Linked DNA regions of Mus musculus: regions 2, 3 and 4 are each linked to region 1. The links are chromatin contacts, called in public promoter capture Hi-C maps. All regions are on one chromosome and are shown on one strand. Each heading gives the region's core, a stretch centred on a gene start, on an enhancer-like site or on the middle of the called end of the contact. The rest is flanking DNA. Distances are from core to core; before and after follow the strand shown. Region 1 holds the start of Magi3 (membrane associated guanylate kinase, WW and PDZ domain containing 3). Region 2 holds the start of Syt6 (synaptotagmin VI). Region 3 holds the start of Ppm1j (protein phosphatase 1J). Region 4 holds the start of Trim33 (tripartite motif-containing 33).

The links. Promoter capture Hi-C pulls out the DNA fragments that hold promoters and counts their contacts.
Region 2: a contact with region 1 is called in a promoter capture Hi-C map of stem cell-derived epiblast-like cells, with 2.8 times the contacts expected there. The contact joins the promoter of Syt6 here to the promoter of Magi3 in region 1.
Region 3: a promoter capture Hi-C map of pre-B cells shows a contact between it and region 1, with 2.4 times the contacts expected there. The contact joins the promoter of Ppm1j here to the promoter of Magi3 in region 1. A contact is called at or near these places in 4 of 39 promoter capture datasets (hippocampal neurons, liver, pre-B cells and 1 more), 4 of 484 Hi-C or Micro-C datasets (CD8 T cells, embryonic stem cells and muscle stem cells), 2 of 115 datasets of contacts at active chromatin or transcription factors (memory CD8 T cells and pancreatic cancer cells) and 1 of 9 other capture datasets (liver).
Region 4: a promoter capture Hi-C map of pre-B cells shows a contact between it and region 1, with 2.9 times the contacts expected there. The contact joins the promoter of Trim33 here to the promoter of Magi3 in region 1. A contact is called at or near these places in 4 of 39 promoter capture datasets (the C10 cell line, cranial neural crest, liver and 1 more), 1 of 484 Hi-C or Micro-C datasets (pre-B cells), 1 of 115 datasets of contacts at active chromatin or transcription factors (extraembryonic endoderm stem cells) and 2 of 9 other capture datasets (adipose tissue and liver).

What each region holds. Positions count from the first base shown.
Region 1 is chr3:104,219,067-104,221,892 of GRCm38.p6, forward strand. It overlaps Magi3 (membrane associated guanylate kinase, WW and PDZ domain containing 3), which reads right to left and starts at 1,340. Exons shown (of 21, transcript NM_001159354.1): 1 at 579-1,340. The coding sequence starts at 900.
Region 2 is chr3:103,573,889-103,576,920 of GRCm38.p6, forward strand. It overlaps Syt6 (synaptotagmin VI), which reads left to right and starts at 1,357. Exons shown (of 8, transcript NM_018800.5): 1 at 1,357-1,652. The coding sequence starts at 1,490.
Region 3 is chr3:104,779,514-104,782,475 of GRCm38.p6, forward strand. Ppm1j (protein phosphatase 1J) reads left to right here and starts at 1,543. Exons shown (of 10, transcript NM_027982.2): 1 at 1,543-1,896. The coding sequence starts at 1,574. It also overlaps a transcript of Tafa3 not described here.
Region 4 is chr3:103,277,841-103,280,639 of GRCm38.p6, forward strand. It overlaps Trim33 (tripartite motif-containing 33), which reads left to right and starts at 1,453. Exons shown (of 20, transcript NM_053170.3): 1 at 1,453-2,606. The coding sequence starts at 2,039.

The DNA.
Region 1 (2,826 bases), core at 90-2,589:
GCTTTACAAAGGCATTTGCTCGGCTGGGCACCTGGGTCCTCCTTCCAAATCCAGACGACACAACAGCTCCACTGCCTCATACCACACACTGTACCTCACTGGGACTCAGACACCTGAGCCACCTAGACCCACAGAGTGGGACTGTCAGCTCCCAGACGTCTGCGGTCGTGCACGACGCACTGGGCCAGCTGAGCCCTCCCAGGAGCTTTCAGTGGTAACCTCGGCCCTCGATCCGGCGCCGAGTCTCCATAGTAAAGCCCTTTCTCCCCGTTAGAAGACGCAAATACGTTCCAAAGAAAAGATTATCATCATAGGACTGTTTCCACAAAGGGGAGAAGAAAAGAGATGGCTCTTCTCTAGGCAAATAAAAATAAAAATAAAAACTCTTGATGCGGTGGGAGACCGAGCTGGATTAGGAAAGCCAGCTCCTAGTGCCAATTCCCTGACAGCCTACACAGCTGTCGGTTCACCCGAGCTCAGTTTTACTAGCCGCAAAATGGGAAACCCCGGCGCCGCCCCCTCCCCCCTCCTCCCCGGGGAGTCGGACCAGGACCCGGGTCCCCAAGGCGACCACACACCTGGCTTCACCGTCTTCAGACGGATGGGCTCGCGGAAGTGGCGGATGACAGCCAGAGTGTCCCGGTTGGTGAGCCCACTGACCGGCGTCCCGTTCACCTCCAACAGCACATCGCCCGGACTGGGCGCCTTGCCCGAGACCACGCAGCAGGTGCCTCCGCCGCCGCCAGCCTCGTCGCGGAGCCGCCCCAGGTAAGGGAACTCGCCGCGCTCGGCGCCGCCGCGGATCTCGGCGCCCAAGTCGCCCGGGGGCCCGGCCCAGGATACCGCACACTCCTGCACCTTGCTGAGCCAGTGCTTCTTCTTCTTCAACGTCTTCGACATCCCGACCTCCGCTGCACCATGGGGAGCCCCCGCGCGGGCGGCCGCGGTGCCGCTCCGGGCCCCGCGCACAGCCCGGCCAGAGGGGCGCCGCCGTCGACCCCCCGCCTCAGCCCGCCGGCCGCGCGCCGCCGCGAGCCGCCCCTCTCGCGGGCCGCTGAGGAGAGCCGGAGGGAGCGCGCGCCCCGCGGGCGGCGCCGGCGGGGTCTCCGGGCGGGGTCAGCGCCGACGGCCGGGACTCGGCGCCCGCGCGGCGGGAAAGGCTGAGGCAAAGGGGCGGGAGCTGAGGGAGCGGCTGGAACCGAGGCTCGTATCGGTACGCGCGCACCGAGCTTAGTCGCTCGCTGGAGCGCGGCTGCTGCGGAGCCGGAGCGCCGAGACCAACGCCTGCCCCAGCTGCCAGGAAACTGGCGCTTTCAAACCCGCCGCAACCTCCTCCCCGCTCGGCCCCTCCCCCGCCCTCGCCGGCCCGGCCCCGCCCCCTCCCGCAGCGCAGCGCCCGGCGCGTTGCCGTCACCAGCTCTGCTCCGGAGGACCCGCCCAGTTCTCGGCTCCGCACCGTGGATTGGGTTCTGGCAGCTGGGGGCGGCCCTCGGCGGGCATGCTGATTTCTGATTGGGTGGTCTAAGTAGAGGAGGCGGGCACTAGAATGACTGAAGTTTAGAGAGGGAGGAAAAAAGAAGTTTAGAGTGTGAGGGAGGGAGAAGGGGGAGGGAAAAGAGAGGGTTGGTCTGGGAGCGGGCACAGGTCGCCTAGAGGGGAGAGGCCCTCCAGCCAGGGGCTGGAGCCAAGGGAAACTCAAACACTGAAAGGACCCTGGTCCCCAAGGTGGGGCGTGCCCAGCTGGGCAGGGGGCGGGGCCTCGGAGCTGGAGCCCGAAGGCGATCCTGGGAGTGCTTTGCCTGGATCCTGGGAGTCCAGTGCCCAGCTACTCCGAACGGTGGAGCCACTAAATGGGCCTGTTAAGGCTGAAACGGATTCTACGGGTTTGAATTTGTTAATTCGTTCAATGAATGTTCTTAAATGATCCATTGGCGAAATCCTGTTAATTGAGGGTAAAATACAGTCCAGTGCTCGAATGCTGTGTGATCTCGGGCAAGTTAGACAGCCTGTCGGAAACAAGCTGAGAGTGAAGATCATTAATTACACTAGCTACTGAACTCCAAGAATGAAGAAAACAGTGATCCTGCTCTCGAGGAGACTGCAGCTTAGCGAGAGAGACTGACTAGAAGATCATTTGAGGAAAGCGGGAAGGAGATGGATTAAAAAACAACCTGGTGCCTGCGGAGCTAAGTCCTGACACTGGTGGCTTGACCTTGACCAGATCTCTGCTTCGCGTCTGCTTGTTTGTAAGAAGGTGGAAGAAGTGACTCAGAACAAGGGAGACCTCAGATCTCTCCCAGCTCTAATTTTTCAGAAACACTTAAGCTTTTTTTCTTCCTTCATTGAACGCGTGCTTTCTCGTCTTTGGAATGCCCTCTGTTCGTAAATGTTTCACCTCATCCAAATAGTCGTCCAGTATTTCTTGGAAAGTGTTTTCTCTGAACTGGGGCACTTGTCTCACTTTTGTGACAGGGCATGTCTTCTGACTCCCTTTAATGATAGCCCTTATTTTAAACTCCGAGGAGCTCTACAAACTAGATCAAGCTTCAGACAGCTACAGTGATTTCCTTCACACCATTGAACTGGGGAAATAAAAACACTAAATGTGGGCTGGACTCAAGAAACAATAAGGGAAGTGGAGCCCTGGAGCTGCAGGCTTGGGACCTGCCAGGCAGAGACAGGACCTTTATCTACACCCTGATGGAGAGATTGCCAGACTGTAACCTTCAGTCCTTGATTGTCTGCTGAGCAGTCACCCAAGAGAGAAACTACATTTCTTTAATACCACCCTCCATCCTGCTGAGGCTCCCTCTGGCCAAGTGGATT
Region 2 (3,032 bases), core at 107-2,606, 650 kb before region 1:
AGGCTCTAGGGACCCGGGTGGAAGCTGCGAACCCGCTATAATAGCCCCTCCCCACTCTTCCCTAACACAGCGCGCACAAGCTGATTATACCAACCGAATCTTCAGCACCGCGGACAGGGACACTGCGCCTGTTAGGAGAACCTCCAGGCTGAGAGAAGAGGTCTCTTAGGTTGAGGCCTTTCTCTTGCTACCCTGGGCACTGTCTGTCTCGTGTTTGCAACTATAAGGGCCAGTTGATGCGGCTGGTACAGATGGTGCATGGTGGTGATCGTCTGGAGCTACCGCTCCAAATCTCCTCTCTCTGGAACCTGAGTCGCAGCCCAAGCCACCTCCAATTAACGTGTATTCGGAGGAAGGACCCTCCTCCCTGACCACTCTCACTTGCACACACCAGCCCCGTAGCTGCAGGTGCAGGGGCTCCAGCTAAAGTTTCTTTCCCAGATCCTACTTCGGAAAGGCAACACAATGATGATAGGTGAAGGGTGGGAGTCTACTGTGATAGGGCCTTAAGGGAGTCGCTCTCCTGTCTGTTAGCAATGGCTCCTAGATTTCCAGGCCTGGGTGAAAGCATCCCGAAACTAACAGCCACCCTGCTTCTGAGTCTCACTTCACAGTTCCTGAGGGGAGCTCCTTTTACAGTCTAGCCTCCTATTTAGATTTCCGTCTTTTTGGTCCTTGTTATATATGCTTCATACAAAAATATATTATTTATGGTGGGTTTGGTCTGATGCGTGGAGGTGGGTCTGGTGGGAACCGAACCCCTTTCTGAAATGCTCCCCACTCCTATTCAGAAACTTTCTCCTCCTGTTGCCATGGAGAGAGACGGCCGCTGCCTCCAGTCGCCATAGCAACGTGCGGGTGCCTCGGACCGCAAGATTGCGGGGCTCTGAAAGTCTTCTTTACAGTTCCCCTCGCTCTGCCGTCTTGGGGTCTTATATCTCCGAAGCCCAGACCCGGAAAGTCTGGCTAACTTCTCCTGTTAACTCTCTTTGCAGGGTCCTCCCGCCATACAGTCAGACCACTCCTTTTTATGTTGTGTTATTGCGATGCCCACTTGTTTGGCATGTGGCAGTTTCCCCAACGTTTTCACAAGCACTACCTATATATTCCCAGGGAGCTCATAGAGCACCAGTAATTATTACACCTCGTTTACGAAATGGAAAACTGAGTCCCAGAAAGGCCCAAGGTCATATCCGCAGTGAGGACTCAGTTGGCCTTGATCCTGCATGATGTGGGACAGCGGGGTTGGAACCTGCCCGGACTCAGGCAAGTCCCTGAGTGTGGAGGGGGCGGCCGTGAGGCGCCAGACTTGCCAGCTGCCGCGGGATGCCACGTGAGGGGCGGGGACCCTGCGGGGAAGTGATTAAAAGCAGAGCGGAGCCTCAGGGGGCCGCTGCGGGGAGGGTCTTCTTGGGGCCTTCTTACCCCGCCCCAGTCCGGCCGCGGCTGGAGTTCGAGCCACTACTCCGCTGGCCTGAGTGTCCGGGGCATGAGCGGGGTTTGGGGGGCCGGAGGGCCTCGGTGCCAGGCGGCGCTCGCGGTCCTGGCTTCTCTGTGCCGGGCCCGGCCGCCCCCTCTCGGGCTGGACGTTGAGACTTGTCGGAGCTTCGAGCTGCAGTCCCCGGAGCAGAGTCCAAGCGCGGCAGACTCAGGTACTGGGAGACCCAGGTCCCTCTCCACTCCTGGATTTCTCTTCTCAGTGGCCTCCCCTGCCCAAGGTACCAGCCCAAGGGCCCCAGAACCTCAGAAGTCTAGCTCGGAGTCCCAGTCTGGGTCAGTTCCCTGGCTCACCGCCCGCAGGGAGAGATTCGAAGAGGACCTGAGAGGAGAGAACCCTTCTCCTTCCAGGTCACTAATTATGAGAGCCCGGAGATGCGGCATCCTTGGGGCCTCAGTTTCCCTTGTGTCTTGGGCTCATCCCAGGAGCGATTGGCCAGGGTGAGGGGAATGGAGACGTCCTGGGCACGGAGGAAAGCTGTGTTTCAGGGGGTGGGGGGCTGTCCAGGGTTCAGGATCTAGGATCCAGGGCTCATTAGTGACTGGGTAAAGGCTGGCGGTGCCACTGGGCTTGGGAAAAACTTGCGCCTGCAGCTGGCACGCGGTCTTTGTGTCCAGGTTTCTCAGCAGCGAGTGGCTGTCTGCGTCTCGCCGGGGGGGAGGGGGGACGGGGGGCGGGGTGGGGAGAGTGTCGTGGCGTACCCCCACCCCCACCCGGCACCCCTATAACTCGCTTCCTCGGTCTCTCTCTGACTCACTCGGACTCCGGGCGGGTGTTCAACTGAGCCGGTGCCTCTCACCGACTTTGCCAGGCGGGAACCTCCTGCCCCGGCCCCGCGGACCCTGCGCCGGACGCAACCCCGGCAGCCGCCAAGTCTAGGCGGCAGCCCGAGCCGAGTCCAGCTCCTGAGCCCGGGTGAGTCCTGAGCCCGAGCCCCTCGGGGACCCGGTCCTGCGTGCAGCCGCGACGTCTCGCGGGAGTCGCGACAAGAGGGGTGGCGTGTCGCGCCCTGGCGGCGGGAGCCGCGGGAGTGTCCGCGGCGTGACAGCCGACCGGCCCGGGTATGTACCTGCTGCACCAGTCTTTGCCGCCAAGCTCTCCTGCTGCAGCGGGATCCTTTGTCCCGCAATTAGGAGGGTACAGGACAGAGGAAGTATGGGTCGTGTCCCCTCGGAGGGAAGGGCCCGGGGGCAGCCTGCGGCCCGGAGCGAATGCGGCGTGGGGGTGGGGAGATCCTGCAGAGACCCAAGCGCTGGAGTTCCTTGGGGCTCTGCAGACTCACCGTACCTTGTCCGCGACTGAGACCCCGATCAAGACCCTGACCAAGACCCTAGTGGCTCCGGGCCTAGGCTTAAGTGGGAGTCGCTTCGTGGTTCCATATGGCTAGTGAGGGAAAGACAGGAGGGGGCTGCTAAAGGCAGAAATGTGGTCCTCACGCATCTCTCCAGGGACAGGTAATCAGGGACCAGGGGAGAGGTACCCAGGAGCAGGTGCAGGTCGGGCGAGCTCCCAGTGGCCTCAGATTCCAGAGCGC
Region 3 (2,962 bases), core at 293-2,792, 560 kb after region 1:
AAACTGACCCAGAAACACTGAATAATAAAACTAAAGCTTTTTTTTTTCTCTCTCTCCAGTCTTTGGCTTCCCACTGACATTATCAGACAGTTGGCTTCAGTTTTTCTCAGGAAGAAAACACTCATAGTGGCAGTATGCATGTTCTTTGCCCCTGGCTGCCTTTGAGTCTGATTTTATCAGTCCTCCCCACCTCTACCCTGGTGATTTCATTTTTCTCTGCCCTGCCCTTCCCCTACCCCCAAACACAGACCTAATTACAGCAAGTTTGTACTTTGAATGACCACTGTGTAATTTTTATTTAGAAGTGGTCGAGAAAGGCGGCACAGGTTAGCCCAGGATATGAACAGGATGCACATAGCTGGGTGCCTTGAGGTGGAGTCTCAGCTAAGAACAGGGAGTCGTGGTTCCCTCAAGGAAGGGCCTTGACTTCTGCTAAACTGTGTGTTGGGGATAGATGAAGGAGTGGATAGTGATCAACTCTCTAAGCCCAAGTATAAGGACAGAATTCTTTCTGAATCGGGTCAGTAATCCTTCCCTAGAGAGAAGACAGAGAAAAACAGCCCCTCTGTGTGAATCGTAGTGGGCTTTCCTGCGACCCACACACGCTTTTGGCCTGGCCTTTGTCTCCCCCTGGCGGTAGCCAGAGAACTTGCTCAGCATTGCTTTTCTGCTTGCAACCTCAGGGTGGAAATTTAGGAGTCCCGCTCCCCTCTGGGCCTTTTTCCTAGTCCAGAGAAGCCAGTATCTGTAGCAGGTTCTGACATGGGTATGAATCTCTAAGTGACTGCGTGAATCTTAGGCAAGTCTATAAAAGAACAGGAGACTGTCTACTCCTACTTCATCTGTAAAATGGGTGTAGCTTACCTTGCATCGTTTTGTATAGTGATCTAACAACTAGACCGTGCCTTATAGAGGGCCCAGTGTGGAGCAAGCCCTCAATAATCATATTTATTTACTATGTCGTTAACCTTACTAACTGGCCAGCAGACGTCTAAATATGGAGGTACGGTTCTGAGAAAGTGGGATGGAAGTGACAATTGTTCTTTCGAACGTGGAGGTGACCTTTAGGAAGAATAGTGCCTTCAGGCTGCCTGGCCTGGTTAGCACCGCGACTAGCACCAGTTCTCTCTGCTCTCGACTCTGCAGCCCTAACCCAAAGTGTTGTCACACCAAACCCTTCACACCCAAGAGGATGTTTCGCTCTGAAGTCATCAGCTCTATAATTCTCCATTCTGGCTGGCCCACCCCCAACCGAGCGCGAGGAGGCTGCCTCGCCCACCCTCGTCATAATGGGCAAATTCTAGCGGATTAAATCTAGCGGATGTCTAACCTACAGCATGGTTGAAATATTTCCTTCGTTCCGCTTCTTTCCCACAATAGACCCTTCCCCTTTGACACTCAGGCGGGACAAAGCAGGGATGCGGAGGCGAGGAGCGGGTGGAGCAGTTCCCGGGTAGCCTGGAGCCTGGGGAAGTTTGTTAAGGACCAGGAGTGGGCACCGCCCACCTGGAACCCTAGGGGCGGGGCCTCTCAGGGGGCGGGCCCACGGTCGAGGGCGGGGCACGGAGGCAGCATGCTAAACCGGGTGCGCTCAGCCGTGGCGCACCTGGTGAGCTCGGGTGGCACTTCTTCCCAGCGCTCCAAGTCCCCAGATCTGCCCAACGCTACCTCAGCGCCTCCCGCCGCCCAAGAAACACCTAAGAGTTCCCGGGAGAAGCCTGGGAACCAGGTCGGCGCGCCCCAGAAGACCGCGGAGACTACTGTGAGCTTCTCTCGACCCACCTTTCTGCAGCTGAGCCCCGGAGGGCTGCGGCGCGCCGACGACCACGCAGGCCGGGCTGTGCAAAGCCCCCCAGACACCGGCCGCCGCCTGCCCTGGAGCACAGGCTATGCCGAGTGAGCGCCCCGGGGCTCCCAGACGAGGATGGGACTCCCATTCTCCCGGGAGACGCATCCCGGCTTCAGGAACCATCCCAGGAACCTGCACCCCTCCCAGACATCCCCCGGACGGGGTGCAAATTCCACGACCTTCTTCAGGACCTTGTTCACCCTGCCCCTCGTCGACTCAGGACAGTCCCCACCCAGGGAGGGCGCAGGGAGCACCGCCGAGGATGAGTTGGCGGGTTCCAAGTCGCGGCCCGCGGTTCACAGGCTAGGGGAGGGGAGGTTTGAGAAGGACTAGTTCCTTTTGCCAGGGAGATCGCGGGTGGAAAGACTCGCTCATCCGCTTCCTGGCCCCAGCTCCCCAGTTCCCTGTCCTTCTTACCGGTCCCCTCCCCCTCCACACCCAGAAATAGCCCGCGACACCAGAAGGCCTCTGGCTTCCCGGGCGGGGGAGGGGTCCGCCCGCAGAGCACGACGGTTCCCTTTGGTTATGGGTGTGTAGACAGATAGGTGCCGGTAGAGATCAGCGTACTCTCAGAACCTGTATATTTTAAAATCATCTTCGGGGAAAGCCAAGCCAAGCCACCAGGGGAATGGGGGCACTGAGGTCGTGGAAGGAGGTGGTGGGTAGCCCCGCACCTCCTCATTAGCTTCTCCGTTGGAAGGGGTTTGTAGCTAAGAGATTCCTGCCCAGTCCAGGTGGGTCTACATACCCTATTTGGGCCGGAGCGCTTACCCACTCTTAAGAAAAACCGGAACTTTCACTGGGTCGTTTTAGGATGAGGGTTAATGTGTGCATGAAGGTGAAGGTGCCATGAATCACTGTCTGAGCTGGTTGAGACTGGAGGTGGGGTGTAGTATTTTGACCAGCAGGGGAGTAAAATTTACTGTTCCTGTTTGGCCACTCCCACCCCCACCCCCAGCACCACCTTCCGGAAAGTCTCCTTAGCCAAGGATGGAGGAACTGAGGCAGGCAGTTACTGTTGCGGGCCTTTCTATGAGGCTGTACGTTCTGCCGCCAGACAGTACTTCTTGCTGGCCCTGCCTTCTCCTCTTCCCTCTGGCTTGGAGCCCAGGC
Region 4 (2,799 bases), core at 203-2,702, 940 kb before region 1:
ATGATTAGATGCAGAAATCCTGTTCTCTTTGATACTTGTGGTTTTTGAACTTAGTGACAAAGCATATGGAAGTTAATGTGTTCTTTGCATACCTTTGCACACCTCAGTGACATACTTCCTCCTGATACTTTCAAGCCGTTCTGCTCCCAGGTGACCAACCATTTAAATAAATGAAACTATGGAGGCCATTCTTTGTTTTTGTTTTTTCTTTTGGTTATTTTGAGACAGGGTTTCTCTGTGTAGTCCTGGCTGTCCTGGAACTCACTTTGTAGACCAGGCTGGCCTCGAACTCAGAAATCCACCTGCCTCTGCCTCCTGAGTGCTGGGATTAAAGGCGTGGGCCACCAGGCCTGGCCACATGGAGGCCATTTTTATTCAAACGACCACAAGTGTTATCTCCTATTTTTCCTTTCCTTGTTGAAGCCATTCCTCTCACACTAATTCCAGGGTCTCTGTTTGCCTTAGGCCCTTTGTTTTTTGCCACCTGCTCCTGTCTGGAATACTCTTGTGCAAGCCAGGTTTCTTCACCTTATCAGCAGAGCCCTTGCTCAATCAGCACAAATCCTTTACACTCGCCTTATTTTTACTCCAAAGCATTTATCATTTCCCCCGACATACTCTCCATGTTCATCCTCTAAACTGTCAACTTCTTGAAGGCAGAGAGTTTCTTTGTTCTCCTGCAGGAACCCCAACGTTTCTATCTTAACACGAAAGTCAGAAGAGATTTTGAAGGAATTGATGAAAAACGCTTTTCTGTGAATTTAAAAACTCACCCAAATAAATTTCCTGTATAACTACGGTCTAGGACGGGCTTGTGAGACTCACATTAAAACAGCTGTTGCACTTACATCATTTCCCCTCCCCCATTTCTTTTTGGAGGCAAGGTCTCCCTATGAAGCCTGATGCTTAAGCTGGCCAGGAACTCAGCAGTCTCCCTGCAGGTGACTACAGGTGGGCACTATATCAAGTTACACTTGTTCTGGCAGCACTGGCTAAATGAAGGTCTGATGGCAGCCTGAGGCGGAGAGGCCCGATACCAACAAAACAAAACCCTTTCATAAAGCTTCTAAGATTGAGGTGGTGAGGACAGTCAGCTGGCCCACCCGGGGACGCCGAGTGAGATTCTCGGGATATAATATTGGTTAGAAACATGGTCTCCCAAACTGGCACATCAGCCGCAGGGACTTTTCAACATTCATCTGGTTTTCAACTTCCTGATTCTGTTTTGGGGTGTGGCCCTGGCATCTCTGTTTAGAAAAAAGCTCATTTGATTGGCTTTCAGGTATGTAGCAACGTTGGAGAATCACCTTAAGAAGCTAAAAATAGCTATTAGAAGACTTCTGTCTCACCGCAGGAGCCTATATCTGGAGACTTTTGGGGTGTGTGTGTACGTGGTGGGGGGAACTCTGCGCAGCCGCTCTCGGGTGTCACAGCCCTCTAGAGAACGCGGTCCAGCAACACCCAGCGAAGACCCAGGTGGTCCGCACCTCCTCGGTAGGAGGCCTCCGCGACCAAGCGCGCGACAGGTGAAGCTTCCGCGGTGGCGCGCCCGTCGCTGGGGATGGCGTCGCCGTGGAGACGCTCGCTCGGGGGCGAACGCAAGCCGGCCTCCTACTCCTGCATGTTTTCCCTCCCTTCTTCCCGCACCACCGCGGCTTCGGCGCTAGCAGCCACATCATAGAGACCCAGTTCCACCAGCTCCTACCGAGCTACACAACTCCAGCCGGGTGGCAACAGACCACACCGAGGCGCGGAGCTGCATCGCGGTCTGTCCCGCGAGCGCGCGCGGCCGGAGTTCCCGCCTCCCTCCGGAGGACGTCGGTGCGTACGTGCGCGTGCCCACCCCTCCCGCCCCGCGACGCGAGGGCGGGGGCGCCGCGTGCGCGCGCGCTCTCGTGCGTTCGCTCGCTCGCTCGCTCGCTACTTCGCTCGCTCTCGGCGGCCGCTCTTGCTGTGGCTGCGGCTGAGGCTGGGGGCGGCGGCGGCGGCGCGAGCGGCGGGCGGCGCGGGGCGGTCCGGCGGGTTCAAAGAGGAAAACATGGCGGAAAACAAAGGCGGCGGTGAGGCAGAGAGTGGCGGCGGGGGCAGCGGTAGCGCGCCGGTAACCGCCGGGGCCGCCGGGCCCACGGCGCAGGAGGCGGAGCCGCCTCTCGCCGCGGTGCTGGTGGAGGAGGAGGAGGAGGAAGGCGGCAGGGCTGGCGCGGAGGGCGGTGCGGCTGGGCCCGACGACGGGGGGGTGGCCGCGGCCTCCTCAAGCTCGGCCCCGGCCGCCTCGGTCCCCGCGGCCTCAGTGGGCTCCGCGGTCCCCGGAGGCGCGGCATCGACGCCGGCTCCAGCTGCTGCCCCAGCCCCGGCCCCGGCCCCGGCCCCGGCCCCGGCCCCCGCTCCCGCCCCGGCTCCTGGTTCCTCGTCGGGGCCACCTCTCGGACCACCAGCCTCGCTTCTGGACACCTGCGCGGTGTGTCAGCAGAGCTTGCAGAGCCGGCGCGAGGCGGAGCCCAAGCTGCTCCCCTGCCTGCACTCCTTCTGCCTGCGCTGTCTGCCGGAGCCGGAGCGCCAGCTCAGCGTGCCCATCCCTGGGGGCAGCAACGGTGACGTCCAGCAAGGTGAGCAGCAGGCCGCACCCGGGAGAATCTGGTGTGGCGGCTTGGGGTGCCGAGGGTGCTCGGACGGTGCAGTGCAGAGAGGTCTCCGAGACGAAAGCTACGGCCCCGGGGACGGTTACCAGAGAAGCTGCACCGCCGGAGATATGGGGAGAGAGAAGGGAGGGGTGCCGGCTGCGAGGGGCTGGGGGAGGGG